Linked DNA regions of Capsicum annuum: region 1 is linked to region 2. The links are chromatin contacts, called in public Hi-C maps. All regions are on one chromosome and are shown on one strand. The core of a region is the stretch at or near the end of the contact, and the rest is flanking DNA. Distances in the headings are between cores, read along the strand shown.

Evidence for each region. Hi-C and Micro-C count contacts between places; a contact is called where the count stands out from the background.
Region 1: a contact with region 2 is called in a Hi-C map of placenta, with 7 times the contacts expected there. The contact joins two enhancer-like sites. A contact is called at or near these places in 3 of 5 Hi-C or Micro-C datasets (leaf and placenta).

The regions. Positions count from the first base shown.
Region 1 is chr9:215,530,243-215,536,369 of UCD10Xv1.1, reverse strand. No RefSeq gene overlaps it. Among protein-coding and RNA genes, the nearest start is that of LOC107840986, 24 kb to the right of the region's middle. Within about 2 kb of position 3,894, at least 2 of the 5 cell types and tissues checked have an H3K27ac peak or open chromatin away from gene starts, as enhancers often do.
Region 2 is chr9:215,495,066-215,500,561 of UCD10Xv1.1, reverse strand. No RefSeq gene overlaps it. Among protein-coding and RNA genes, the nearest start is that of LOC107840986, 11 kb to the left of the region's middle. Within about 2 kb of position 2,756, at least 1 of the 5 cell types and tissues checked has an H3K27ac peak or open chromatin away from gene starts, as enhancers often do.

The DNA of each region.
Region 1 (6,127 bases), core at 2,645-5,144, 35 kb before region 2:
TTTTTTTTTTTTTTTTTTTCCGCTCGATGTTCTGTGTCTACATTAAAGTCCGACAGAATTTAAATTCGTGACGAAAAGTTTCATATTAGAGGTTAAAATGCTCCTGATAAAGGCGACTTCGTATCCATGACGACTCGGTAGCTCGACCTCGACTGAATTTGGATTCGACGGGAAGTCCCTTATTGGAGGTTAAAATGCTTCCTGACAAAGACGGCTCCGTACCTAGGATGACTCGATCTCGACCCCAATTGAATTCAGATTCGACGAAAAGTCCCACATTGAAGGTTAAAACGCTCCCTGACAAAGACAGCTCCGTACCCATGATGACTCGTCTCGACCCTGCATGAATTCGGATTCGATGGGAAGTTCCACATTGAAGGTTAAAACACTCCCTGACAGAGGTAGCTCCATATCCATGATGACGCGGTCTCGATCCCGACTGAATTCGATTTCGCGATGGAAACTCCCACATTGGAGGTTAAAATGCTTCTTGACAAAGACGACTTTGTACCCATGACAACTCGGTCTAGACCCTTCCTTAATTCAGATTTGATAGGAAGTCCCACATTGAAGATTAAAATGATCCCTGGCAAAGGCGGTTTTGTACTCATGACGACTCGATCCGAGACCTCTGGTTAAGAATGAGGGAATACTTATCACTCCACTACAATCCTTGTAATTTTTGCACAATAATTAAAAAGTAGTTTAAAATACTATGCTTATGATTTAAATAGTATTTACACAATAAAATCACTTTTAAGACTAGTATAAAGTAATAAATAACCATGAAAAAACTTAGCATCTAAGTAGTAACCAACTAAAAATGAGAAGAATTATAATAGTTTTTTTTTCATTATCAATTTATATAATTGAAATAATTAAGTTTTGGAATATCATCAAGATTTGAGACAAAAAGGTACCCATTTTTGTAAGAATTTTTTATGTATAAACTTTTAGCTAAATGTTGAAAAACCATAGAATAAGTCCCACTGATAAAGACTTGTAGAACACCATATCCAAAAAAAAAAAAAATACAAATTGGAAATGCCGACAATATAATCTTCATGTGTACACACACTTTTTAATTATTAAATTTATAATATATATATATATATATATGAAAAATTAGTTGAGTGTGGTCTTGCTTATCATTGCATATTAATAGTCGTAGTTAGTGGAGGACTCAGGATTTAGGGATTGTGGGTGCACGAAAGGTTCGAACACATATATTGATGTTCAAAGCTTAAAGATTATGCTTGAAAACTAAAGCATCCTGCTATTTTCGTGGCTTACTGGGTGTTTTTCTAAATCTTATATTAGATTTTATACATTTTTATATAATTATACCTAATCTGCGTCGAATTTAATGGATGTCGGAGCACCAAAAGTTTGGCTATAGGTCCGCCCCTGGTCGTACTATTACCTCACGTAATTTCGTCTTCTCAATTTCTATTATTTTCTGCTACTTCTTGTACTTCTATTATCGTTTTTATGTTTTGTTGTAGTTACTGTTCAGAATGATTTGTTATGCTTTTTGGTAGTAATTTGTCATCGATTCTTCATTTCTATTATTTTCTTTTTTCGAACTGCTTTAAATATGTTTTTCATCGAGTTGAGGATATATATTGGAAACAACCTCTCTTACCTCCAAAGTACGGGTAAAATTTGCATTCATCTATCTTTTCCAAACTTCATTTTGTGAGATTATATATTGTATATGTTATTATATTTAGTAATAAAAAGTTATTTGACATTTCAAATTAGTAATATACGAGGATATAATCATTTTTTTTAATATATTTTTAGATCATTTAAAAACAAATTACAATTGCTTGGTTGAAGTAAATATGGGTTGGTAATTTAGAAAATATAGTACTAACAATTTGTTTTAGTTTTTGCTAAACTAAATTGGGAAATGTATAGTATATTTAAGTAATTAAAACCCACTACATTAACTCAACCTGTCGATGTAAATATCAAGTACGAATAAATGTTTACTATACAGTTAAGTTAATTTATGTTACTTTAGTTAGTGAGATACTATCGTAAATAGTGTTATCAACGCCCATTTTTATAAAAATAGAGAGATTTTGTTATATTTCGAAGTGTAGCAGCATTTTGATTTTAAAACATATTAGTATACATGTATTCTTGGGCATATATTACCTTAACCTAATTAAAAATCGAGCTGATTAATATCTAATTGTAAATGTATCTGTGACCAACTGTATATGTATGTAAGTGTTTTCAAAGCAGAAGTTGGATGTATATATATATTAGATACACAAAAACATCTCTCTCTTTATATATATATATATTGTATATATGCTATAAAAATTACATAATCTTGCTATCTTGTGTAATTTTTTCTTTAAAAAAAAATATGTGGATTGAGATATCTAGTTTGGGTAAAATTTTTAGTAATTCAACCTTAATTAATTTCTTCAAATTTATTTGTAATTGTCAGTGGAAATTGATTGCTCAAACCCAATTTGAGGAATACTTAGTGGCCTAAACTTCAAAATGGCCCATTATCAAGAAATTATGTTCACTAATTAGCCCATTAAATTGCTCTAAACATACACTTAAGCCTATTAAGCATAACTTCTCTAATTCAACCTAACTTAGCCTATTAATAGCCATTTTTAGATGCATATATTCAAAAGAAAGGGCAGTACGGTGCATTAAACTCTCACTATACGAAGGGTTCGCAGTGTGGAATTAGAATTTTTACTAAGGGGTTCAAAGTAAACATACAAACTAGCCGAAGGGGTTCAATGTTAACTATATATACATAAAAGATAATTTTAATCATGTATAAATAGTATAATTTTTCGTTGAAGGGATTTCGGATAGATGAACCCCCTGAGCTAAAGGTGGCTTCGCCCCTGATCCACAAGTGTTTATTATAAGCAGTCTTAATTACCTTGTATTTCTATCGGAGGCTGATTCTATAGCTTGAACCCGTGACCTCCGGATCACATGACAACAATTTTATCAGTTACTCCAAAGATAGACTATTTTTCAATACTTTACAAGTCCTTACTATTTTTGACTTGGCACACATCATATTCAACTAAATAAATACTCTCTTCGTTCATCTTTATTTGTCTATTTTTGACTTGACACACATCTTAAAAAGCAATAAATAATAAGGATAATTTCACTATATTATCTTTTGAATATAATAAATTTAATCTTTTAAAAAATGCATCAAGTTATGAAAAGTAGTTAATACCAAGGATGAAATAGGCAAAAATAGACAAATTATCGATTGATTTTTCAAACTAAACAAATATTATTGAAAAAAAGGGATTTTAACAATTTTAGTTGGTTAGCTGAAAATATCTAAAGCACACCTCTATTTCACCCAAAAATTCACCTAGGTCCAAATGATCATAAATTTTCAATATTTAATGATTAAAACATGTGTACATCAATTAACAAGTCTTAATCATGATAATGACATTTGATTAGATAAAAAAATTGCACTTAAAGTTGTGTTGCATTGTCATTAATTCCTCATGGACCATTTAATAATAAAGGCTTAGAAATTGACAACAAAAATTGCTAATCTTAACTAGACAAGATGAAAGACTGCCCTCATGCCTTGGCTACAAGCTAGGGTAGTAGGGTTTGAACTATGGACCATTTAGGATGTGTTTGGTAGGAAAGGAAGATATTTTCAAGTTTTTCGTGTTCGGTTAGTTAAAATATTTTGAAATTTATCATCTCAAAGAAAATAAGTTCGTAACGTAAAAATCAAGAAAGCAACATTCCTTGTATAGGGATTGTAGGAAAAATAATTTTTACGAGTGGCATTCTGTGTTGGTTGTCTGCCTCTCACAACACTCTATCCCCTCAGCGGGCTATACCCTAACAACCACTCCCCACCCCTTACCCCACCTCGAATCGACCCTGCCCCCACCCTCCATCTGTCATCCCATCACCCCTACTTTCACCCTCTTCAATATCCCCTTGAATTATGATCAAAGTTGCTACAATATATTCCAACTTTACAAGGGTCCTATTACCCCCTAAACTCAATTTTAGCACACTTTATCGCTTTTTTGTGCTGATGTAACATCTTTATTACATAAAATGAGATCTACGTTAAAGGTGTCATGTCAGCTAAAAAGATTGACAAAAAGCATCACACCAGCATAAAAGGGTGATAAAAATACGCTAAAATTGAGTTCAGGGGATAATAGGACTCCGATAAAATTGAAATGTGTCGTAACAAATTTGGTCATAATTCAGAGGGGTGCCAGATGCTTCGCTCTAAATTGTATATAAACATATAAGAGATAGTACTTTTTGTTTACTTATCGAATGTCAAAAATAAATTAAAAAAATCAAGAAAATATTTTCCTTCATATACCAAACACACCCTTAATAGAAACAAAAAACTATGGACCATCCATTGAAAAATGAGGTACATAATTGAAAGGTGGCTATATTTTTCATAGGGCAACAATTAATTTCAACCCCTAAATGGATTCCTATGATATTGATAGGATGACATTTCAACTACTTATGAAAAAAAATATTAAAGAAGTCTTTTGAGAAAGCTGCAATTTGCATTAATTTCTTCATGAACCTAGAAAAGTATAGCAATTTTACTACAAAATGTCAATATCTTGAAATCACTATATACCTACCATTCCCACATGTATGTTTCTTGAATCTATTATATACATGTCAATGTCTAAATTTTGATCCAAGTATCCAATATTATGTTACTTACTTATTGACATTGAAAGATTGATTGATCGAAATTTGTTCCTGACCAACTCGTAAGTGGCATTTCATTGCTGGTCGACATATCATAAATATTCAATATGCTTTATTTTATGTAGCTTTTACATGTCAATGTCTAAATTTTGATCGAAGTATTCAATCTTATGTTACTTACTTATAGGCATTAAAAAATTTGATTGATCGGAACATGTTCTGGACTAGCTCGTAAGTAGCATTCCACTACTGGTCGACATATTATAAATACTCAATATGTTTTAGTTTATGTAGCACTGTTTTATATGTCAATGTCTAAATTTTAATCCAAGTATCCAATCTTATGTTACTTATTGGCATTGAGAGATTGATTGATCGAAATATGTCCCTGACCAGCTCGTAAGTGGCATCTTACTGTTGGTCGACATGTTATAAATACTCAATATGATTTATTTTATGTAGCACTATTTTACGTGTCACTATCTAAATTTTGATCCAAGTATCCAATATTATGTTACTTACTTATTAGCATTGAAAGATTGATTGATCGGAATATGTTTCGGACCAGCTCGTAAGTGGCATTCCATTGTTGGTCGATATATTATAAATACTCAATATGCTTTATTTTATGTAGCACTATTTTACATGTCACTATCTAAATTTTGATCCAAGTATCCAATATTATGTTACTTGCTTATCGACATTGAAAGATTGATTGATCGGAATATGTCCCTGACCAGCTCGTAAATGGCATTTCATTGTTGATCGACATATTATAAATATTCAATATGCTTTATTTTATGCAGCACTATTTTACATGTCAATGTCTAAATTCTGATCCAAGTATCCAATATTATGTTACTTACTTGTAGGCATTGAAAAATTGAGCGAAACATGTCTCTAATCAGCTCATAAGTAGCATCCTACTGCTAGTCGACATATTATATATAAATACTTAATATGCTTTATTTTATGTTGCACTATTTTACGTATCAATGTCTAAATTTTGATCCAAGTATCCAATCTTATGTTACTTATTAGCATTGAAAGATTGAATGATCGGAACATGTCCCTGATCAGCTCGTAAGTGGCATTTCATTGCTAGTCGACATATTATAAATATTCAATATGCTATATTTTATGTAGCACTATTTTACATGTCAATGTCTAAATTTTGATCCAAGTATCCAATATTATGTTACTTATTGGCGTTGAAAGATTGATTGATTGGAACATGTCCCTACTGGTCGACATATTATAAATACGCAATATACTTTATTTTATATAGCACTATTTTATATGTCAATGTCTAAATTTTGATCCAAGTATCCAATCTTATGTTACTTAGTTATAGGCGCTGAAAGATTTGATTGATCGGAACATGTCCCTGACC
Region 2 (5,496 bases), core at 1,507-4,006:
TAGGGGTGTATATGTACCTTTTCATTAACAACAAAGGTATATTTGTACCTAAAACATGATGAAAGGTATATTTGTACCATTTATCGAAATTCAGAGATATATTTGTATCTTTTCCGTTTTTATTATTAACATAATTCAGAGAAAAGAAAATAAGTAAGTTATTGAAATTATCAGTGACTGATTCTAAAAAAATACTAAAAAAGAAGTAAATAGGTTGACGTAAGTATAAGTAACTGAATACATGTTCATATATGTTTCGTGAAAAGACAAGTCCTAAAGGATTGTTAGTTTAATTAGGCTATCTTGATGCAAATTAACATCAATTATTATTATTAACAGAATTCAGAAAAAAGTAAAGTAAATAAGTTGTCGTAAGTATCAATGACTGATTCTATGTTCATGCGTACATGTTCCTTGAAGTGATCGAGTTCCAAAGGTTGTAGTTTAAGCAACCTATCTTAACGCAAGTACCAATGATTAATTTTACAATTTAAATTCATGATCTATATAGTTGAAATGAAAGTAAATTTATAGATATACATTTAAACAATTTGACCAAGCTACATTATAAGTTTTTTTTTTTTTTTTTTTTTTTTTAAATAGTTAATCCAAGACTTTCCTTTGTTTATGGTAGCAATATGAATTTAAATTTTTGTCGACTTAATTACAACAAAGAATCTTTACGCAATTTAATTATTTAAAAGATAATTACACATAAATTCATAAAATGAATATTAGTAAAATTAATTGATAGTGTAAAAATTGTAAATACGGCTTGTACATGTAATGAATATCAATGTTTCATGAGATTAACTTTATTTTTAGTCTATCATAACATGAACTTTATGACCTGTAAATAAATAATTTAGTTATTTCCCATTTTCATATAGGGAAGAGTAAATTTAATTTGATGCTTTTTTAAAAAAAAATAAAAATAAAAATTACTGACACTTTGCATATGATATTGATGAGATCAATAAATTGAATCAGAGAATGGGTTCCCATTAGGTTTAAAGTTTCATATCTTAGCAATTTTTTTTTTTTTTACATTATTAGTAAATTTTAATCTATAATTATAAGTTAATTTCTGTTCACTCTATTGTCGTTTTTTTTTTTTTTTTTTAGCCTGTTATGGTAATGCGTTGTTGTGCTGAGGATATATCAAAAATAATTTTCTAATTAAGAAAGATAGGAGCCACTTATGAGATAAGGCCGGCCGGAGGCCAAAGCCACTAAAGCATAGGCTTTAGGCCTCACACATTTTGGGGCCCCATTTTTTTTTTTTTTTTCATTGTTGTTTTTTAATTAATGTTAGATTTTTTGTTATTTTAAAGTATATTTGCTTTCTTAAAAAAGAAAATAAAGAACAAAGTCTATATAGGAAAGAAAAGTACTTATTAATTATGTGATTAATGATTACAGTTAGATAATTTAATTTCATATTAATGATATTCTCTTCTTTTAATCTTTCTCGTAATAAAATTTGTACTATTCTCCAAAAAATGTCCCAGTGACATCGAAAAATTAAATTACACATTCCTTCAATTTTTTTTTCAAAATACTGCAGTTAGCAAATTCAATCAGTAGAATAATATTATACTTCCCAAAGCAAGTTTATTGTTTTAACTTATTATTATAGTGTTTTTATTCTAGAAAAACCTATGGCCTCTTATAAATTTTGACTTTAGGTCATAAATATCATTGAGCCGCCCCTGTCATGAGATTACACTGGACATATTATCAATGGATTTACGTGTAATTATTTACTTAAATAAATTTTTATTTGATATATAAATGTTTTATTTTACACCATCACTATTTAAAACTTTTAATAGATACATCTATTAATTCATTTCCATTGATTTAGTGGTACAAGTATATTTTGTTTTTTCTAGTCTACATAAAAGAACCACCCCCCCCCCCCCAAAAAAAAAAAATGTTTTTTATTTCTTTAAAAAAAGTTGCACTTGTCTTTTACTAGAAAAAGAGTTAATTAACATGAATGTAAATGATGTAAGTGCCTTTATTTTTCCTAAGAAAAATTAAAGGTTTTATATCTTGACATAGGATTAATCTTTCTAATTTAATTAGTGCACGTTTGGAATATTGTTTTGAAAACTATCTTGAATGTAAATGATGTTAAGTGCCTTTATCTTTCATAAGAAAAATTAAAGGTTTTATATCTTAATATAGGATTAATCTTTCCATTTCAATTAGTGCATGTTTGGAATATTATTTTGAAAAACTATCTTGAATGTAAATGATGTTAAGTTCCTTTATTTTTGATAAGAAAAATTAAAGGTTTTATATCTTAATATAGGATTAATCTTTCCATTTTAATTAGAGCCTGTTTTGAATATTATTTCAAATTTTTTATCTAAACATAAAACTGTTATAATTTTCTGAAATTCAAAAAACTCTAAAAAGAATTCTTTTCACAATTTTCATTCTAAAATCTATATCACTCACAACAATCCAAGAACAGCTCCAAGTAGTATTCGTCTCCCAATTCAGAGGCGAATTCAAGATTAAGTTTATAAGTTCTCATCGATCTCAAATTTAATAATTAAACGAGACAAAATAAGGGCCTACAATGGTTACCAAAGGGATCGGACTCGAATAAAACAAATCTTAAAAGATTTCTTTTTTATCATTGGACCAGCAACACGTTTTATCAATGAGTTCTCAAATCGTATATATAAATATAGACCGTGCAAAATTACTAAAATTGCAAAAATCTTATCTCGATACCCTAAATTTGCCTCGATTCACAATTCTTATGGCCAAACGAAAGGAATATTACCTTAAAAGAAAGATACCTCTATGCCTATAAATTTTTTCCATGAGAAGTGAATAAATGTACTAAAAATGCATTATTAATTTACGAAAAGTTCAATGAATTAATATAAAACTTTGTGTTTATTATTTTTATTGTGTTTATGAATGTCTATTCATTAAAATAGTTAATGTTTGGTCATTTAAAGCAAGTTTTAATTACTAGGACTCTTCACATATGTTGTAACATTGATTTGTGCTAATTATTATGACAATTGATAATGATGTTACTAATAAGTAATTAATGGCCGTATAATATATGAGAGGGAAAACACATTAGCTTCAAAGACTAAGTTTATTTGTTTGTATTACGATTGGGACCTCTCATATATTTAAATATTAAAATTTAGATGTCTGAAACTGAATATTAGAATATTATATTAAGATTGAAATACTAAACAATTACAATAACAACAACAAATTCAGTGTATTCCCATCTAGTGGGGTCTGGGGGGGTAAAATGTACGCAGTCCATACCTCTACCTCTGATGAAGTAGAAAGGCTGTTTCCGATAGACCCCCGGCTCAGAAATACTAAACAATTAAGAATTTAAAAATGTATAATTTACCTATATCCCTGCATGTTTATCATTATTAACCTAAAATTCTAATTTTTTATTCAATTTCATAAAATCCCACTTTTTAGTTGTTGAAGATACATTTAAGTAATGTTAGATACATCCTACAGATACATGTAATTAATAAACTAATTTATTTAAATTCAAAAATGTAACGGTTAAATTTTCATTAATGTAGCAATTAATCTAATTTATAATGGTAAAGGCTCAATAAAATCCCACAAAAACATGTTTTGATTTCTTATTCCATATTTTTAAACAAAATTTCTTCCATTATCAATTTCAATATAAAACAACTCCTATAATTTTTGTTGTTTTTTATTTTGTTTGACGTACTTGCAGATTCGTCCTTTCTTTTCATTTTTTTCGTGTTAATTATTCCTTTTTGAACTATTTGCAATGAATGTTTTTGTGTCATAACGTCATTCCGGTGTTTGGGTTTGTGATGTCAAGTACGAGAGCTATAAGAGTTGATTTCGGCCATTGTTGTAGAACTTGAAATCGACGAAACATGAAAAAGATTTGAAAATCCGATACGTTGTTGATCGAAACTCATCTCCCTTGCTTATCCGTAATGATATGGGTGTAAAGCTATTCATTTCTCATAAAATGTTGTAAAGTTATTTTAAATTCTTGTATCTATTTGTGATAATATGTATCTCATCTAATATTTGATTGTATTAATTTGTATCTTTTAGAAATTATTAAGTTTTACATCTCACCAAATACATGTTGTATGATTACATGTTGTGCAGAAGCATATGTCTTTGACATTAGCATTTTGAGATACATAATATATATATGTATCTTTTGACGTTTTAGTTTTCCTGATATAAGCATACCAAATATACATATTAGTAGTGTTAAAGATACATATTGTGCACGATAGTACATATATGTATCACTCGTTAATTTTTTTTGTACGATAAAATACATCTTAATTTTTTTAGAGTAAATACATAATTACCCTCTTGATATTGGTCGGGATTTTAAAAAAGACACCTAAACTTTGAATTCGACCTATTACCCCATGATTCTTACTTAATTCATTGCAAATACATCATTTTTCGCTGAATTTCAGTCACAACAAAGAGATTGAACATACGCACCAATCTGGTGCTGCCACGTGTTAAACGTATTTAATTTCGTATTTTTATTTTAATAAATTTTTTCTTTTTATTTAATTTATTACCCTCCCCCCTCCCCGACGTCCAGTAGCTCCCCTCCACCCCCACCCCCATTCAGCGCCCCCACCCTCCGTCCAACACCCTCACCCTATCAGCATCTCCCCCTAACCCCCTAACCCCCACTCTGTCAAGATCTCTCTTTTCGTCCATTTTTTTTTTTGTTCAAATCAATTCAAAAAATTATTTTATGATTGAATTGAGTTTTTAGGATAGTTAAATGATTGAACTGAGTTTTAAAAATAGTTAAATGAGCTTGAATGGAGGAGATTTAATGGAGTTTTAAAGATATATATTTTTTTAAAAAAGCTTCAATAGACCTTTAATGGAGTAGCTTTAATGGTGTTGAAGAAGATATTGTGTTAACAAGACATTGTGTTGAGCTTTAATGGAATTTTAATGATATTTTTTAAAAAAGCTTCAATAGACCTTTAATGGAGTAACTTTAATGGTGTTGAAGAAGATATTGTGTTGAAGAAGACATTTTGTTGAGCTTTAATGGAGTTTTAATGATATTTTAAAAAAAAAGCTTAAATGAAGCTTTAATGGCGTTGAAGAAGAAAGGGTGGGTTGGGGGGAGAGGGGAGTACCGGGTTATTTAAATAAATAAATAAATATTAATTTTTTTTATTTAAATATAAATTATATATTAATTATTTACACGTGACATCTTTTCACAGGTCAAAAAAGTCAATTTTGAGTCCTTTCACGCGCCAATGGCGCGTGTATACAAGCGGAGGTCCAAAATGGTGTATTTGGAATGGAATAAAGAAGAATCGTAGGGTAATAGGTCGAATTCAAAGTCTAGGTGTCTTTTTGAAAATCTCGGCCAACATGAGGGGGGGTAATTATGTATTTACTCATTTTTTCAACATATTGCCATTGAAGGTATATATAACT